2 separate regions of the Danio rerio genome follow, and region 1 is linked to region 2. The links are chromatin contacts, called in public Hi-C maps. All regions are on one chromosome and are shown on one strand. The core of a region is the stretch at or near the end of the contact, and the rest is flanking DNA. Distances in the headings are between cores, read along the strand shown.

What was found. Hi-C and Micro-C count contacts between places; a contact is called where the count stands out from the background.
Region 1: a contact with region 2 is called in a Hi-C map of an unstated tissue, with 2.5 times the contacts expected there. The contact joins the promoter of cyp26b1 here to the enhancer-like site in region 2. A contact is called at or near these places in 3 of 18 Hi-C or Micro-C datasets (caudal fin, embryo and an unstated tissue).

Annotation. Positions count from the first base shown.
Region 1 is chr7:25,311,122-25,314,268 of GRCz12tu, forward strand. It overlaps cyp26b1 (cytochrome P450, family 26, subfamily b, polypeptide 1), which reads left to right and starts at 1,601. Exons shown (of 6, transcript NM_212666.1): 1 at 1,601-2,011. The coding sequence starts at 1,808.
Region 2 is chr7:25,224,882-25,227,949 of GRCz12tu, forward strand. All of the region lies in intron 18 of exoc6b (exocyst complex component 6B), which reads left to right. Among named protein-coding and RNA genes, the nearest start is that of cyp26b1, 86 kb to the right of the region's middle. Within about 2 kb of position 1,735, at least 6 of the 62 cell types and tissues checked have an H3K27ac peak or open chromatin away from gene starts, as enhancers often do.

The DNA of each region.
Region 1 (3,147 bases), core at 351-2,850, 86 kb after region 2:
TGGTTGTCTCTCATATGTTCAAAATCAGTACAGAGCTGCCCTTGAGTGATTATGATCAGATAGTGACCGTAATTGAAACCACGTCCCATCTGTGATAGATGACACCAGCACGAATCGGTCAAGCCCTGGTTGTGAGATAGATAGATAGATAGATAGATAGATAGATAGATAGATAGATAGATAGATAGATAGATAGATAGATAGATAGATAGATAGATAGATAGATAGATAGATAGATAGATAGATAGATAGATAGATAGATAGATAGATAGATAGATCAAATGTTTTAGCCTACTTTTTATGAATATTTTTATCGGCACAAAAGGTAAAGCATTCATAGAAACGCGCTTCACAGATCGAAATATTTGGCCATATCAATAATTTTGGCAAGGACTATCTGATATAATTAAGAAAACACTGCCAGTTTATGAGGGATTTATTTACATTATTTTATAGAAATCGACTTATAACATCAACCCCCGAAAGTTGTAAATATAAACGCAAAACAAATATGAAACGCGTAAGTCAATGAATGAATCGCTTACTCATGCAGTGTTCAGAGGACTGCTGCTGCTGCTGCTGCTGCTGCTGCTGTGTGCAACAGATGCGCATCTGAACAATCAAAACATTTTGAAAAAGTCATGAACATATCGATTTAGCATAAGAGTCCGTAGCTTATATGATCCGGTAAAATGTAGAGTATTATTTCACATTTTTGTTGTGATGGTTTTAAACCATCATTTGGGTAATCAGTGTACCTCAGTTTGAGCGCATTTTAAGTCCACAACATGAATTAACCCTGTGCGTATTCCGCGAGTGGCAGGTGACAAGTTCCCGACCGTAAATGAGATTTGAAATATTGAAAGTGTTCCGCCCTCTCCCTCTCTTTCTGTTTGGGCTCTCTTCCAGGTCCCGCACGCTCCAGCGCCCGTCCCGTTCACTTTTCACCCCGCCTCAGTTCGGTGGGGTGGGGTAAGGGGGGAGCCGCTTGCACCCTGGCCGAATGCCGCCTCACTGCCTCTGCTATATAAACACACATTGGAGGCTCGCTGTGCGACTCGAACTCACATTAAGAAACTGTATGTGAAGAGAGAGAGAGAAATAGAGAGAGAGAGAGAGAAAGAGAGAGAGAGAGAGCTGGAGCGCAAGAGAGAGGTAGAGAGTGAAACCGCATCAGAAAACGGGCTAGCGAGACGCACTACAGTCATCTGAAGATTTTTACTGCTCATAGGCATCAAACTTCGGAGGATTATTTCTTTCATTTATTTCTTCGTCTTCCATATGACCATTACTTGATTTCAGTGTATTTAAAGAGTTTATATCGAGCTTTAAGATTATATATAGGCCTATTTAAAAATTATAACTAAAACAATTTATTTTATATTTTCAAAAAGTAACTTAAAACTTTTTCTTGATTACTTATATTTGCCTTTTTTACTTTTGAAATTTAAAACAACGAATCAATCTCAAGTTGGACAAGTTCACTCCAAATTTACACTTCAAAAATTTGAATTTAATTGATGAATTCAAGAAATATTGGTCACCGATTTGGATGATTTAAAATGATATACACACATTTAAGATCGATTTGTTATATCCAGCATTCTGTTAATTAAATAGCCGACTATATTTTATTTATTCATTTACTCTACATAAACTTTTAGGGTTGGATTTGTGCTTTTTCGAATAATTGTCGCAGAGAGTCATATCTAACAGAGTAGGTCACTCTCCTAATTTTAGGTTTAACCACTTTATTGCTCATCACTCCAAAGAGATATTTGAGACAAGTCCCCGGACGTTCACAGCCATGCTCTTCGAGAGTTTTGACCTTGTCTCGGCGTTGGCGACGCTGGCTGCGTGTTTAGTGTCCATGGCACTTCTTCTGGCCGTGTCCCAGCAGCTCTGGCAGCTGAGGTGGACCGCAACACGGGACAAGAGCTGCAAGCTGCCCATGCCCAAGGGCTCCATGGGGTTCCCCATCATCGGAGAAACATGCCACTGGTTCTTTCAGGTAAGCGCTCATTCTCCTTGTGCCTTTCCAAGTTTCCAGTCTCCCTGCTGTCGCACGCACAGCGCTCCGGCGCGCCAGACACCGCGGGCTCGGCGCATATAGTTTTTCCTGCAGGTAACTGGGTTGTTAAAGACACTTCAAGAGTAGGATAACGTCCACTAATGCTTTTCGCACGTGTGCACTCGTGAGCAATATTGCGCTTTAAAATAAGAACAGCTTGCAGGTTAGTTATTCCCACGTGTGTAATTTCTTCCGTGCCATATTTCCATGGTGTTAATAAGCTGTCTGTTTTAGATAGCCGTCAGTTTTGTTTAATACAGCCAGTTCTCAATCCACGTGGAACAATCTGTTTGCGGCTGCCAAGGAAGGCGCACTCCGTTCCAGAAATATTGTAGTCCTTGGCTTCCGATGCGCGCGAGAACACAGCCACTGAGCACCGCTTGTCTAAGCGCGTCTGTTTGCGCGCGGGGTAAGATTGATCGCGAGCCGGGGGCAGGTATAGTGTCGCGCTCTTATTGAGCTTCAGTGTAATTATGCGCGCCGGTTTCCCAAAAAAGCCACCGTGTTGTGAATGATGCCGTGCCGTTCTGTCATGATACCCAGACAGCGCGTGGGGCGCATAAAGTGCACGCTGGAGGTCTCTCTCTCTCTCTCTCACTGTCCGCAGTAAGAAAGTTTGTGAACGCTCAGATGAATAAAAAAAAGTTATAAATTAAGATCAGACCAGCGGCTATAATGTGGTATTTTGAAAAGAGTTTATTACGCGAACCTTAGCTGTAAAATTGTCTCAAGAATTCTTTCCATATTAAATCCACGGTGCACATTGGGATGTCTCTGGACACTGGTTTGCAGTAGCTGGAGTGGGTTTCTTTAAAGGGAGATTTGCGGAGATTCAGTAGGGAGGAATGTCCTGGTCTGAGTGGTGTACAGATCAAATTCTCTGGTCAGGAATAGATTCTCCAAACTTGCTGGAAATCCAGAAGAGAATTTCCATGCAGCTGGCAGGCGCTCTGCAAAAACAAACAGACTTGACTGCATCTCAGAGTTATATGTGTAAAATCAATAGGATTTGGAGCGGTCCATTTGAGCCAAACTTTTGTCATTTTTTATTTCCACAGCTCAGTTCAGGACTGCAC
Region 2 (3,068 bases), core at 485-2,984:
AAGTTTATTGAGCTATAAGTCTTAATACTTTGTTAATAGTGAGATTTGAACCTTGAAATAACATTAATAGTAGACTAAAATAATTTATTTTATTTAGTAATGATGCAAAATATTAGTTATAAGTAACAGTGACAGGCTTTTACATTGTAAAAAAGAAAAGTCTATTTGCCCAAGAAACGTAAAAACATCTTATACATTGCACTACCTGACAAAAGTCTTGTTTTCGATCCCAGTTGTTCGAGCAACAAATAATAACTTGACTTGTAGTTGATCATTTGGAAAAGTGCCAGAAGGTAGATTTTTCTGATGAATCATCTGATGAACTGCATCCCAATCATTAAAAATACTGCAGAAGACCAATTGGAACCCACATGAACCGAAGATTCTCACCGAAATCAGTCAAGTTAGGTGAAGAAAATGGTTTCTTCATTTTTGATTTCCAAAAATGGTTTGGGGTTACTTCAGCCTCCACATCAAAGTTCCTGAAAGCTAAGAAGGTCAAGGTGCTTCAGGATTGACCAGCCCAGTCACCAGTTTTGAACATTGTTGAACATGTCTAGGGTAAGATGCACAATACACAATTTTTTTTTCCACTGCACCATGACTTTATATTCTATACTGTACATTATTTCTGTTAAGTGACAAGACTTTTTGTCTAAGCAAAGTCATACCTTACTGTCCTAATTAAATACTTAAAAATCAAGGCATGATCATATTTTATTTTGGTAAAATAAGCGTAATCTAGAGGTTTTTGTCTTTCATATAAGACACTTTTGATACAAAATAATCAACTAGAAATCAAGTTATTATTTGTTGTTCCTAAAACTTGAATAGGTGACAAGAATTTTGTCAGGTAGTGTACAGTATGTCAGATTACTAAAAGTTTTTTTTCCAGCTAGATTATGTAACCCTAAAAACTGAAATAATAAAGAAAATTCAGTTTTGTTATCAAAGGATTAAATACCATTTTTAAATATGTTAACCTAATCTAGTTAGATTTTTAGAGTCTTCTTTCAGAAATCCCACTGATCTCACTGATCCCAAACTTTAAACAGTATCTTAAGACTACAATATAGAAGTTTTTTTTTTTTTTTTGTGGGCAGCCTACAGACACTCACTGCGTTTCTGTTTTGCCTATTTGTAAGTTTTATACATAAATAATAGTCTTACGTTCTGTTATCCTGAGCCCTGTAATCTATTTCTTGTACCAAGCGTACTTTGATTGAGCCTGTAGTCTCCCCTCAGTGACTCCATCGCTTTAAGGCAGATTGCACTCACTGTACACTTGAACTTTGAGGGAAGGCCAAGTATTGTCGTTGCTGGTAAGAGGATTGCAGTGTTCTGGGTTCATGAGCCCCAGTGTAGCTCAGCTGACATAGAGTTAAAGAGATCGTGTGGCGCGACCTGAGGTTTCAGCTTCAGTTAAGGAAGTCTAGCGCTGGCACAGCCCGGTCTTGACCCCTGTCATGAGGGATTTCTGATAATCAAAGCTTTTAAGAGTTTTCCCCTCCTACGGGCCTCAAGCAAACACCTTCCTGTGTCTGCATGACTGGCTAGGATTGTCTCTGATCCAGGGCTGGTGGCAGTAATGCTGCTTCCTGCGCTCCTGTAATCTCCTAAATTCCTGACTGGTCTTTTTCTAAGCTTTCAGTAACAGAGAAGTATGACTGTCTTCAGCCCGCTGCAAAACAACCCTCACATTGTTGGCTAGATTTCACCAACAGGGGGCAATGTTTGTTCGACCCCAGGTCGGGTTACGGTCAGGCTGAATGTCTCACTTTCTCCATCAGCGCACACACACTCACACACACATCAACAAACCACACACGTACAGTCAAATGGTTTTCTACTCTTCCAGATATGCCTCTTATATTATTGTGTTTGCACATTCCAGCTCTGCATGTGAACGTATTGCATTCTGCTTTACGCAGCCCAGTACTCACAGCCTCGCCATGTCCTCCTCATGGTTTTCAGGAAAGGTCAAGAACTGACCATTTGTGCGTGTGCCATCAACTTCACAGCCAAAAAACTCTGATAACGTGTCCAAAGCCACAGTCCCATCAGTCACGCTTGCTCCCTCAGCCTCTCCCACCTGACCACAAACCATCTTTGACACTCAGAGGGACTTTCAGCGTTGATCGTAAACACTTCGGCCAAGTTGATATGGGAGAGTGCGGTTCACCGACTTCACATTTGAACCCGTTGGTAGTCATAAACTCGACCTTTGACCTACATCTTGTCTCTTGTCTATCTTCTATAGGGCAATGCTATAGAGCACGCCACACTACCGGTGAGTATGGTTGCAGTGTGGCCTAACTTCAGGCATAACATTAGCCATTTCTCGTGAAAGTAATTCAGCATGCTGCCTGGTGTTCATCTGACCCACTCATAGATGTTGTGTGTATTTTTATTGCCTGTTATGGGACACAAATGAGGCGTCTGAACTGTACATAGTTGCTGCTTTGTCTCAGAGGTTCATGAAATATAGATTTTCACCTTAGAATTCAGCTGAATAGTTTAGTTTCATTACTAAAAGTAAACATATAGTTTAGTTAATTAGTAATAGTCAATTTTTGTGCGTCCTACCAGTGTTTCTCAACCACGTTCCTAGAGGACCAACGGCTCTGCATCTTTTCCATGTCACCTTAATCAAACACACCTGATTCAGATCATCAGCTCATTAGCAGAGACTGAAAGACCTGTAATAGGTGTGACAGACAAAGGAGACATCCAAAACATGCAGGGCCCTATCATACACCTTGCGCAATAAGGCGCAAGACGTCTTTGGTGCGATTTGGTACTATTTTCAGACCAACGCAACCCTAATTTTCCCGTTTTGTGCCACGTTGTTTAAATAGCAAATTCATTTGCACCACTTTGTGGACTCATGAGTGTTCCGGTCTAGATAGGAGGTGTGTTAAGGCGCATTGTTGGCATGTTGTTATTTTGAGGAACTAAAATAGACTGTGCAATAGACCAGCTGAAAGCAGTTCTAAAGTCAAGTGCAGATTGCTTGTGCCCCTTACAAATACATTGCCTAAAACTCGCAGGATGTACAGCAATACGCA